3 separate regions of the Sus scrofa genome follow, and all the other regions are linked to region 2. A link is a contact called in public Hi-C data. All regions are on one chromosome and are shown on one strand. The core of a region is the stretch at or near the end of the contact, and the rest is flanking DNA. Distances in the headings are between cores, read along the strand shown. Region 1 overlaps LOC110256030 (a long non-coding RNA gene). Region 2 has its middle 88 kb from the start of MMD. Region 3 has its middle 5.9 kb from the start of TMEM100.

Region 1 (4,373 bases), core at 1,016-3,515, 130 kb before region 2:
TAAGTTACTATTTAAATTGGTGGACTTTGAATAAAGCATATTTCTCTCATGCAATTAGTTGTAGGCCTTATTATAATAAACCAGAGCCAGACCTCCTCTGAGCAAGAAGGAATTCTGTAGCAGATGGTTTTGCCCTTGAACTCCAGCATCTGCACTTCCCTGGATCTCCAGCCTGCCAGGTTACCCAGAAGATTTTGGACTTGCCAGACTCTGTAGTAGTGTGAGTAAATTCTTTAAAGTAAAACTCTCTGTATGTACACATCCTATTGTACATGTCCTCAGTCGTGTATATACACATCTGTATGCATACATATCTATTTTAATTTAAATAAAACTATGTTTTATAGGTAGGTATGTTTTTATTGAATATCATACAGAAATATGAGTTCTGTGTCATTCAGATAGGCTGGTGATGTGCATGATGGGTAAAAAAAAATGAAGATTTGTAGAAATTGTGTGAAAAAATTTACCTACAGAGGTCTCTGATGAGAGAAATACAAAGTGTGGCACAGTAGTTGGAAGAACATACTGGAGATGTATCTCTTAGACTTTCACCCTGGGAGGTCTATGCTTTGAAAGGAAATTTTTTGGTCTAGGAGTTTGGGGGGGGGCATAATCTAGGAGACTGCCAAGTCAAGAATGATTGCATTTTGGGGAGACCTGTCTTGCATGGACATAGCACTATAAAAATGAGATGCATCTAGAAAGACTTGTTTGTCTGTGATATCTCAGGGTACAGGAAGAGCATGAGCGATGTCTAGCTCAAAGGGAGAGGAAGGTTCCTGGAGGGAGTGATAGGTAGTTTGAAAAAGGAAGCTGCAATGGAGACGATGGTGTGACTACCACTGAGGCAGCCGGAGCTGAGGTGAGCAGTGAGTCCGGGCACGTCCACTCATGAGCCTGCTATTTCCACACACTACAGTAAAGGTGGCCCTCTGACCATCTGGCACAAGGACACATAGGGGAGAAGTCACTCATGGGTCAGAATGATATTTCCAGAAGCATCATCTTTGGAGAATAAAACCTTCATGGACTGGATGACAACAATGGCAGGATGTTACTCAAATAAAAATGCTCAACAAATTGTGACTTTAAGGGACCTCCTTGCATCCCAAGTGTTCCTAGCATTGGTCTTCCTGAGAGTTAACATCTTATCCGCAGTCCCTTCAGTGTCTGTTTTATATTAGAAATTATGCACTTTGCATCATTCACTGGACTTTAGAAATAGAATCTAAATTAAATTAAAACATTTACATCTAACAGTCTTTCACATTCCTGGGGTTCAAAGCAGGGCAAGTATCAGAAGGTGGCAGCTTTTGATGGTGTCTCATTTCTCACAGGGGTCCAGACAGTTAGCCATGAGTCATTTGACCTTGCTTTTCCACCTGTGAAAGGAAAGCAGGGTTTATTGACATAACTCCAAAAGTTTGGAGAGCAATCATGATTATCAGAAAGCATTCAGAAGCAGGGAGAAAATTCCATTCCATGATGAAGATTTCCAGGCATAATGACAAGGATAAAGTCTATTTCCATTAATCACCTTATGAAATAATTCATGAAGAGAATAATTTAGGAGGGCCTACAGGGATATGCATAACAGATGTATATGTTGCCAGTGCTCTCTAGGCATCATCAATAAAGGCTGGAGGAGTTCCTTGGTGACTCAGTGGGTTAAGGATCTGGCATTGTCACTGCTGTGGCTCAGGTTTGATCCCTGCCCCGGGAATTTCTTCATGCTCTGGGCTAAGCCAAAAATTAATTAATTAGTAAATAGGCTGGAACTAAAACACTGTAAAAAGAAGAGTCAGACCAGCTCATTGCACTGCTGAGATTCTCAGGAACAGAATCTATTTTCTATTCTTCTTCACTTCTGCAGAGAGAACATTTCTCACTAGAAAGAACAGTGAATTTTCTAGTACAAGTCATTGTCCTAGCTTGTAATCTATGTTCCCCAGTGGGAACCATCTCTGAGCCCCACCCCTTCCCCGCAGCACTTGGCAGCCCCTTGCCACAGAAGTGGAGCAAAGGCCAAGGCTGTGGCTGACCCTCCTCACGTAGCTCTGGCTCTGCCAGGGCAACAGGAACAATCTGTGATGAACGAGGACAAAAACCAAGTCTGATGACAAGGAAATAAATCAACCAACCAGTACTTCTTTCCCCAAATGAATTTCTGAATTTGGCTTTCTGTTCTCAGAGGCGTAACTGGCTGTAGAACTGGGAGGCTGATGTGCTCCATTCATAGCCGAGGAGCAAACTCAGCCAACCAACCGGACCAGAGCTGTGGGCTGGGGAAGCAGAGTGGGTGGTGAATGAGGATTATCTTTGATCTCTTCCCGTCCACTCTCCCACTAGATGACTCCACTTTACTAGTAAACACTGGTCATATTCCCATCACTGAGCCAGCTCTGGGGATTGTCAGAACTCTTGTGGTAACACCAGAATTTAGTTTCTGTAAAAACTGGAGTGAATAAGTCTTCTGAGAGAGTCTGAAGATCTTACTAGTTTAGACACTCAGCCCCCTCAAGCAACATAGATGGCAGATTTCACTTATCTGGACTTGGGTCTTAAATACATTCAGAAGCCTGCATTCAGAAATATAGCTTCTTTGTTTTATTTGTAGGAAACATTCCATTTTTAGCCTCCAAATCTTCTTTTGAGTTTCTCACAAGATTTTTTTTTTCCCCCATGCACATGCTGGAGAGAGAAAGAGCTCCATTTCCTGGAGCCAGTGGGTGGTGTCAGTGAGAAAACGGCTACTGAGGCGGGAGCCAGAGGCCGTGGGTGGCTGGGAAGAAGACAGGGTGGAACCAGCAGCCCACAGTCTCAGGGTCAGATTCAAACAGGAATTGTTCTCCTCTCTCTGCCTGGAAATTTTTTCAAGGGGCCTTTGCACTATAACACTGTTCACTACTCAAAAAGAATAATGTTTGTTAGGGGGGAGATAAGCCTATACCCTATACTTTTATGGCAATAAACTAAGACACAGGAAAAGCCCTTTGAGGCCAGCACTTTCATTTTTGCAGCTAGAACTCTGAGGCAAAGAGAGAGAAGATCCCTTGTCTAAGGACTCACAGGGAAAGGTGTGACTAGATCACCAGTTGTCAGCTTCTTTCCAGGCTCCACACCCTCCCTCTCCTTAAAGCCCACACTGGTGACTCCCAGTGGATCTCCCCAGAGGTTTCTGCCTCCGTGTCTCACTCTGGAAGTTTGCCCAGCTTCTCTGCAGGGAGATGAGTTGCCAACAAGGTGGCTAGAGGGAATGTCTCAGGGCTCTGACTCATGAACCCCAGAGGAAAGCACCTTCCCTCTCAGTCATGAGGAACCACATGACAGTGATCCAGAAGGTGGCAAGAGTCTAGATTAAACTGTCTTGTGCCAGCCTCTGCTAAAGTTGAGCTCTAAGAGGATCAACAGCAAGAGCCATGGGAAAAGGAAGCAGGGGAAGGGGAAAGGGAGAGGGGGAAAGAAGGAGCTGAAGACAGGAAGGGTGAGGAAGAATGGTAAGGGGGGTAAGAAGATGGAGCATAGAGGAGAAAAAAAATGAAGAGAAGGAAGACAAGGAAAGGGGTTACTAAATAAGAAAGAGAATTGACTACGTCTCTTTTTGGTTATTGGTTCAGAAATTCTGAAGCTGAGAATCATGGGAAGTCTGTTGCCTGCTCCAAGAAGACTCTGGGTTCATTGCATCTAGAGATCCAATTTGCATTCTGAGCAGTCAGGAAGATCAAATACCTACCTACTGAATGCTGAGAAGACGGTGGAGCCAGTCCCCTCATTTCCTGACCTTTGGCAGTCAACCCCTTAAATTGTACTAAGAGTGGACACTCCATAAATTGTACTGGACATTCCACAAATTGCATTAAGGGTGCTCCCCGGTCTTGTTCCAAACTCAACTGGATTGGGGCTTAGAGAAAATGTTTCAGGCATGGATTTTCTTCAGTAACTTTGCAGCCAGAAACACCACCAAGAAGCCTCTGAACCTCTTAAACAGATGTGTATGTTACTGTACTTTGTACTGCCAGGATCTGTCCCCAGTTTCACTTTGCCAAAGTCTGTGGGTGCCTTTGAACTCCAAATGGCTTCCAGATTTTGTGTGAGTGCTGTGAGTGGCAGCATTCAACCAGAAATGCCTGGCGCTGCATGAACAGAAATAGCTCCAGGGGCTAAGGAGCTGCTATGCTCCCTGATTCTGACCACAGTTGGCCCTCTGGCTCTTGAATACACAGTGCCTTTGGGGAAGGATGCTAGCTTGAGACCCTTACCACCTCTGGATTCTGACTCATCTGTGAACATTGGACAGACTCCTGGACATGGTGCTATGTGCTGGAGGTCCTGACAGGACCCCTGGGAAAGAAAGGAGGGCAGCAGACAGA
Region 2 (4,097 bases), core at 1,016-3,515:
AAGCTTTTAAATGTGTGTGGAAACACAAAAGACCCCAAATGGCCAACAATCTTAAGAAAGGATAATGGAGCTGGAAGAATCACGGTCCCTGGCTTTAGACTATATTGCAAAGCTACTGTGAACAAAACAGTATGGTACTGGCATAAAAAAACACATAGATCAACGGCACAGAATAGAAAGCCCAGAAATAAACCTATTCACTTTTGGTCAATTAACCTACGACAAAGGAGGCAAGAATATACAATGGAAAAAAGACAGCCTCTACAATAACTGGTGCTGACAAAACTGGACAGCTACATGGAAAAAAAATGAAATTAGAACATTTTCTAACATCATACACAAAAATAAACCCAAAATTAAAGAACTAAATGTAGACTGGATACTATAAAACTCCTATAGGAAACATAGGTAAATCAATATTTGACATAACTTGCAGCAGTATTTTTTTTTTTTTTGGCTTTGTCTCCTAAAGTAATGGAAACAAAAGCAAAAATAAACCAATTGGACCTAATTAAACTTAAAAGCTTTTGCACAACAAAGGAAACCATAAACAAAACAAAAAGACAACCTATGGAATGGGAGAAAACATTTGCAAACAAAGTGACCCGAGGGCATTAATTTCCAAATTATACAAACAGCCCATATAGCTCAATATAAAAAAAAAACTAATAAAAAGTGAACAGAACATCTAAATAGATAGTCCTCCAAAAAAATATATAGAGAGAGGGCCACAGACACATGAAAAAATGCTGACAATCACTGATTATCAGAGAAATGGAAATCAAAACTACAATGAAGTATGACCTCGCATCAGTCAGAATGACCATCATCAAAAAGCCTACAAATAACAAATGCTTGAGAGGCTGTGGAGAAAAGGGAACACTCTTACTCTGTTGGTGGGAATGTAAATTTGTACAGCCTCTATGGAGAACAGAATAACTTAAAAGCTTGAATTTTAATACTTTAAACACTGAAAATAGAATTACCATATGATCCAGCAATCCCATTCCTGTGCATTTTAAAATAGCCAAGACATGGAAGCCATCTAAAAGTCCATCAACACATGAATAGATAAATAAGATGTAGTATAGGAGTTCCCTGGTGGCTCAGCAGGTTAAGGATCTGGCATTGTCACTGCTGAGGTTCAGGTTTGATCCCTGGCCCTGGAACTGGAACTTCTAAATGTCACGGGTGTGGCCAAAAAAAAAAAAAAAAAAAAAGGAAGAAGAAGAAGATATGGTATCTATATTCAATGGAATATTGCTCAGCCATAAAAAATAATGAAGTAATGTCATTTGCAGCATCAAGGATGGACTAGAGATACCATACTAAGTGAAATAAGCCAGAGAGAGAAAGATAAATATTGTATATTGCTTATATGTGGAATCTAAAAAAAGATACAAATAAACTTATATTCAAAACAGAGATATACTCACAGACATAGAAAACAAACTTTGGTTACCAAAGGGCAAAAGTCATAGGGAAGGATAAATTAAGAGTTTGGGATTAAAATATACACACTACTATATATAAAATAGATAAACAACAAGGACCTACCATATAGCACAGGAATTAAGATATATTCAATATCTTAATGGAAAAGAATCTGAAAAAGAACATGTACATATGTGTGTATATATGTATATATTTATTTATGTGTGTGTGTATAACTGAATCACTTTGCTAAAACATTTTAAATCAACTATATTTCAATTTTAAAAAATCCAACAGACTGAGTGACCTTAGGCCTCTGAGTTTCTGTGTATAAAGTTAGCAGACTGTGCTAGATGACCTTGACCTCTCCTTTCTCTGACATTCCCTAACTTCTGAAAAATATGGCTCATAGCATCTTGGCTGAAAGCAAAATGCTTGTAATTAGGCCATATTTTCAGGAGTTAGTGGTTCTGAATAACCAGAGAATCCCTACTAGGAGAAAAATGTCATTTCCGGCTATGAAGCTTTGGTCTCTGAATTTTCCCAGAGCAGCCAGAGAGAATTGGCCCAGACAATTTCTCTTCTTCTCATGTTTTTTAGACAGTCCAAAGTCTATTTGAGATGGTAAATAATGTAAATACAGCAGAATCCCAATCCATCCCTACAACACACTCCCATCACCATTTTAAACTATGAATCTGCCAAACTCTCAAGCAAGAGATGCTTTTTGAGAGTATTATGGGATTCAGAGTCTATCTTCTTGCTAAATGACTTAATTTTTCAGGCTTTCAATACAATGAGCTTAAGTGAGTCAGCCACCTCAGCAACATGAGTAAAGAGGGGATCCTTGAAACTTGTGGTATCTTGGGATTTGGACATCCCACACATAATCTAGCAAGTGCATTAAGGTGCAAAAGCAGTTTCTGGAAATGGAGGAGAGTATGAAGAGGGGAGAGAAGGGAGATTGATGCAAACTATGACTGGTCAAGTGAGAAAAAATGGTTTATTTTCTCAGCTGTTGCCAAAAATGTCACTAGTGATATTAAAAAAAAAAAGTGGAAAATGAGAAAACTTCACTATCATCCAAAAACCACTTGTCCATTTCCTGCTCTATGTGGGAGGGATAATTGGACCATATACCACAGATTGGCCAGGAGAGTGTGGTCTTCTAGCTCCCTCTACTGTCAGGAAGGGAGACTGCAGCCGCCTGCACCGAGGAACCAAATGAGGGCCAAGCCAGAATCCAGCCCTGGGCCTGAGAATCAATAAACTGTTAACTGATAAGAAGAAATGAAAGAAAGAATGAGTATGATTAAAAGGGTGGAATGCCTGAAAATGCTTAATTGGAGGGCATCTCTTGACAGAGAGGTGCTCAAAAAAGTTTTGATGAAAGAAATGGAGTGGAGAATGAGAGAGAAAAAGACTAGCCAAAACTGTATTTTCATCCAGATTGTCATCTTAACAGAAATGTCTGAATCCATCACTCATTTTAAACTTTTTCATAAATTGTGTCAATCCTCCAGTTATTTTCAAAAAGCTTCATGCTTGAACTGCTAAGGTACTGAGAAATACTTTAATTTGACTTTTTATGGAGACATAAATTCTCAATTATTCTATAAAGTATCTGTTGTGGTATGGATCATTTAAATTCAGAACCCTTAAAATCTGATGTACCTGGACCAGGGAATTTCCAATTCAGGGGCAAGTGGGAATACCTCATAACTGTAAGAGGTATATTATTCTCTAGCTTATTTCATTTAACTTAAAACAGTCCGTGGCCACCATTGAAAGGACATTGAAAGGACAAACAATCCTGATATCCTCCACACCATCTGTGACATAAAGGCTGCTAATTGATGAGTGAGAGATGTTTGCAGTCAGCCTTTACCATCCACAGCAAATACTTGGTTCAATGCCAGAAGGGTTGAGCATGCTCTCACTCCCTTGATGGATGTCTTGACAATTACTCAAGTTAGGTAAATGAGGCTGCAGTAACAAGCAGGACCCTCCAATAAGCTCTTTCTTTAATTGAGTAGCAGTCTCAAGGTGAAGTTCCTGCTCAATAGCCAGCAGTGCTTCAGGCGGTGACTCCAGGGCCATTATTTCTTCCATCGTGTGGCACGGCCATCCCACAGGAATACAGACAGCATCATCACCTGGGTCCAGTCCTGGAAGAGACAAGCCCAGAGGTGGCCTCCAGCTTTTGTGCTCAAGTCCCATGGATAGAGCTCAGGTATGAAACCACCCCTAAGTTCAGGAGACATGGTCCAGCTCTGTGCCCAAGAAGAACACAGAGTTGAGTGCACAGCCAAATCCCAGGCTACTGCTACCAGAACTTTGGAGGTCAAAGTTTGGATAACTCATGCTATAGCTATCCCTCATTATTATTATAAAGCCCTCATAATAACCATCGCAACACTTTCAATGCTAGCACTGACATGTACAAGTTGGGTCACTCTGGACAAATTACATAATACTGCTAAGCTTCATTTCCCTCATCTACAAAATAATAATAATGATAGAACTTATAGATAGTACTTATACATTGCAAGGAATAAATGAGCTAATGTATAGAATGCATTCACCGTGGCACCAGCTGTTAAGTATAATGACCACATTTACTATTTCCTTCTTCTATCTTGACTGGTTTTTCCAAGTATCTA
Region 3 (3,807 bases), core at 798-3,297, 210 kb before region 2:
GTGGAGCTAAGGCTGCTGCTAACATCCATCAATGAAGACAGATGCTCAAAACAAATAATTATCGGGCCCCAAATGTCAAAAGTGCATAGACTGAGAAATCTTAGCATATAGCAGTATGGAGACACAGTGAAGGAAACTCAAGGCTGCCTGGTCCAGAGATGGAGAAGGACTTATCAGGGAAATATGTGATGCTCAAGGTATCAGGAAAAAATGAGTAGACATCATCTGGAGTATCCAAACACAGGAAGCATCAAGCATGAGGAACATGAAACTGTGTGCTGTATTTGTAATTTGATCTAAGCTGAAGCTGAGCCTTGATAAAAGGGAACCATTAATAGTTTTAACCAGTCATGTGGTTAGGCTCACATACTCAATAGCTTGCTATATTAGCATCCAGAAGAGGATTTCAAACTTCATTAGGGATATGGATTAAAATTGCAGATTCCTGACCTACCAAGACACACAGAGACACAGACACACACACACACACAGACACACAGACACACACACACACACACACACACACACACACACATCAAATATCCTGCTGCAATAATGCAGTAGGTCTAGGGTGAATCCCTGAAACAAGTACTTTTTATAAGTACCCTATACATTCTGATGCAGGTAGTCCAAACCCTCACTGGTGTACAGAACACATTTGATGATAGTAAGATTGTGATCTCACCACTAAGAAAATAAAAAGGAATTTCAGAAAGAGAGGACTATATAGAATCATCCTTTTCTCTGCTTTAATCTATAATGTGAGAATCTGAACTGGGTGCTTATATCAGAATCTACACATAGCAGCACTGCTGCTCCTCTTTGGATTCCAAGGCCTGGAGTGTCGAAGCACTAAGGAAGAGCACTCCCCACATGATGCCCTTTTGACAGCTACCAGGAAGCACAGTTGCTTCTCCAACTTGAAAAATTCTGTGTCCCTAAGCCTTGTTGGTACAGTGGTATTTGCTTTCTGTAACAAGAGACGCTCACCTTTGGGCTTTTCCATCAGTCTTCCCTAAAGGTGGCTACTCCTGTAACCTGTCACATAAAGCTGTGAGCTGAGGTCTCAGTCTTACATCTCCTTGTGTCAATCACAGCAGAGTAAGTCTCCATGAGCAGGAATTCTGGCCCCAGCTGCTTGCCTTCCAAATTCAATTTGGCATGCATTACACTGTTGATTTCCTTGGATATCTCACACTTCTTACTGCATTGGCTTTGGGTCAGCATGAGTGGAAATTAGTGTGAAAACACTACAGTCCTAGAATTTCTGATTTGAACTAAAGGGAATCTTTGCAGTGCAGTCAGTCTCTGAGCCAGATGCCCACTAATGTCCTCTCAGGGAAATAGATGAATATCCACAGTAAGAAGTCAATGGTTTTGCTGACAGATGCTGCACCAGGGATTTTTTTTAAAGAGGGTTTCTGGTAGCTTGGGTAGCTGTGTTAGTTTTTTCTCAAGTTGTCTCAGCTATGTTCTCTGATAATAATATAGGAAATTGTAGGAGCCCAAAGAGGGTTTCTGAAATAGAAAAAGAGGAAAGAATAGCAAAGAATTTATAGACAGGACCCTGTGATCTGACAGATGGGACTCTGAGAGGCTGGATGTCTAGCCCAAGGCCACTTAAAGGAAAAAAAAAAAAAAAAAGATTCAAACCCAAGTTTCCTGACTTTCAGTTTATGGCCATTTTCATTGCACAAGAGTGAAGAGTCAAAAATGCTAATTTTGCTGTGGAAAGGATCCAAAACCTTACCCTGTAACCCTAGAAAGAACAAGTCATGTTAGAGCTATAAAGAAAGTTTTCCAAACTAAGAAACTAAATAGAAACTAAATAGCGAGAAGTAAGTCAGGGGAGAGAGGTTCCCCTGAGACCACTGAGCCCCTCAAATTGGAAGTCATCCAAAGTTATCAATGGCAGATTTACTGACCAGGCACAGTGGCCAGTTGGAGTTCAAAGTGAACTTGGTGCCCTTAGTGTGCAGAATGGAAGAATCATCGTGTTCTCATTCTGTGGCCACACACTGTCCTGGGATCATTAGCCTTACCAGGTTTTACAATTGCTTTGACAAAGACAATAATGCCCGTTTCCTGTAGAGTTTTAAGTAAACAAGAAGGAGACAGCAAGATACTCTCTCCTTTGTGAAGCAAGACTTTACAATTTTTATCTAAAGAAAGAAAGCAAGAGATCTGTTCTCTGCATTGTTCCTTAAGACCATAAGATAAATAGTTCTGGTTTGACCTCAGATGGGTGGGGCAAATTGTTCTCTTTCCCATTACCCACCCACACCACCAGGACATCAAAGACTTTTCAAGTGGATAAAAATGTTTCCAAACCTTTTCTTGAGTTGGTCCTATTCTCATCAATGGGTCGCTAGAGGTCCTGAGGTTCTGTAAGAAGAAGATTGCATCTTTTTTTGTGGGGGGGGGTAGTTTGTTTTTTTTTTAACCCCAGAGTTTATTCTGGGGAGGGTAAACCTTTGAGCAACAGAAGGCTTGCATATCAGCTGAACACAAAAGCAATAATGTATGGAGATTAGGAGGTAAACGTGGCAGTCAAACAGGCTTGGGTTCTAGTTCTGTGCTCCACCATTTTCCAAAAGGCCTCTTAATCTCTTTATTTGTCTAATGGGACTATCTCACACCTACCTCTTGGATTTTTTTTGGTGGGGGGGTCTTTTTAGGGCCAAACCCGCCCTAGCACATGGAGGTTCCCAGGCTAGGGGTCTAATCAGAGCTGTAGCTGCCGGCCTACAGCCTTTGCCACAGCCACAGCAATGCCAGATCCGAGCCTCATCTGTGACCTACACCACAGCTCATGGCAACGCTGGATCCTAAACCCACTGACCAAGGCCAGGGATTGAACCTGCATCCTCATGGATACTAGTCAGATTCATTTCTGATGAGCCACAACAGGAACTCCATTGGATTTTTTATGAGTATTAAGTGAGATAATAAATCTATGAAAAGTAGACAATTTTATTAAGTGTTCAATAAGAATTTATTTTTAGGTAGAGCCCACTGTTGGATATACAAGGTACCCGCCATCCAAAGAATTATTGGAAAAATTCCAATAATAATTGAATAGTCATTCAAGTATCATTGAATAATTAATGTACTTAGCACTAAATATCTGGAAACTTTGAAATAATCCATTTGAATAATGATCTGAGTTTACAAGTTTATATCTGATTTCAACGTAGAGCCATTCTTTTGTTTATTTATTTATTTGGTAAGGATTTTCCATACACATATGCACAATTACTGATATTATTCTTCAGGAACTTATGGGAGATTTTTCAGTCAACATAATCTTGGTAAACCCCACTGTAAAGGTTTGCTTATATTGTATATGGCCCAAAACATTAAATGTCTACAGAAATCCATAGAGACTAAGATTGCCTTTTTAAAGAAAGTTTTAATTCACAGGGCAACACAAAATTAGCTCTTAATTTAATAACAGATGAAGGCTGTTTCTCCATGTATTAAGAGACAGGAACTTTCTTTTTTCTTTTTTTTTTTTGTCTTTTTGCTATTTCTTGGGTCGCTCCCTCGGCATATGGAGGTTCCCAGGCTAGAGGTCCAATCGGAGCTGTAGCCAACGGCCTGTGCCAGAGCCACAGCAACGCGGGATCTGAGCCACGTCTGCGACCTACACCACAGCTCATGGGATCGTTAACCCACTGAGCAAGGGCAGGGACCAACCCACAACCTCATGGTTCCTAGTCGGATTCGTTAACCACTGCGCCACTACGGGAACTCCGACAGGAACTTTCTATACATATCCTTATATGTGAGGACTACCTTACAGTA

Evidence for each region. Hi-C and Micro-C count contacts between places; a contact is called where the count stands out from the background.
Region 1: a contact with region 2 is called in a Hi-C map of omental adipose tissue, with 1.6 times the contacts expected there. The contact joins two enhancer-like sites. A contact is called at or near these places in 5 of 47 Hi-C or Micro-C datasets (embryonic fibroblasts, mesenteric adipose tissue, omental adipose tissue and 1 more) and 2 of 2 datasets of contacts at active chromatin or transcription factors (alveolar macrophages and skeletal muscle).
Region 3: a Hi-C map of omental adipose tissue shows a contact between it and region 2, with 2.2 times the contacts expected there. The contact joins two enhancer-like sites. A contact is called at or near these places in 6 of 47 Hi-C or Micro-C datasets (embryonic fibroblasts, epiblast stem cells, fibroblasts and 3 more) and 1 of 2 datasets of contacts at active chromatin or transcription factors (skeletal muscle).

The regions. Positions count from the first base shown.
Region 1 is chr12:31,943,888-31,948,260 of Sscrofa11.1, reverse strand. It overlaps LOC110256030 (a long non-coding RNA gene), which reads left to right. Exons shown (of 3, transcript XR_002337188.1): 2 at 59-220; 3 at 3,621-4,373. Among named protein-coding and RNA genes, the nearest start is that of TMEM100, 68 kb to the left of the region's middle. Within about 2 kb of position 2,265, at least 31 of the 83 cell types and tissues checked have an H3K27ac peak or open chromatin away from gene starts, as enhancers often do. A contact at or near this core is called in omental adipose tissue, where this site is marked.
Region 2 is chr12:31,809,314-31,813,410 of Sscrofa11.1, reverse strand. No RefSeq gene overlaps it. Among named protein-coding and RNA genes, the nearest start is that of MMD, 88 kb to the right of the region's middle. Within about 2 kb of position 2,265, at least 4 of the 83 cell types and tissues checked have an H3K27ac peak or open chromatin away from gene starts, as enhancers often do. A contact at or near this core is called in omental adipose tissue, where this site is marked.
Region 3 is chr12:32,018,136-32,021,942 of Sscrofa11.1, reverse strand. No RefSeq gene overlaps it. Among named protein-coding and RNA genes, the nearest start is that of TMEM100, 5.9 kb to the right of the region's middle. Within about 2 kb of position 2,047, at least 4 of the 83 cell types and tissues checked have an H3K27ac peak or open chromatin away from gene starts, as enhancers often do. A contact at or near this core is called in omental adipose tissue, where this site is marked.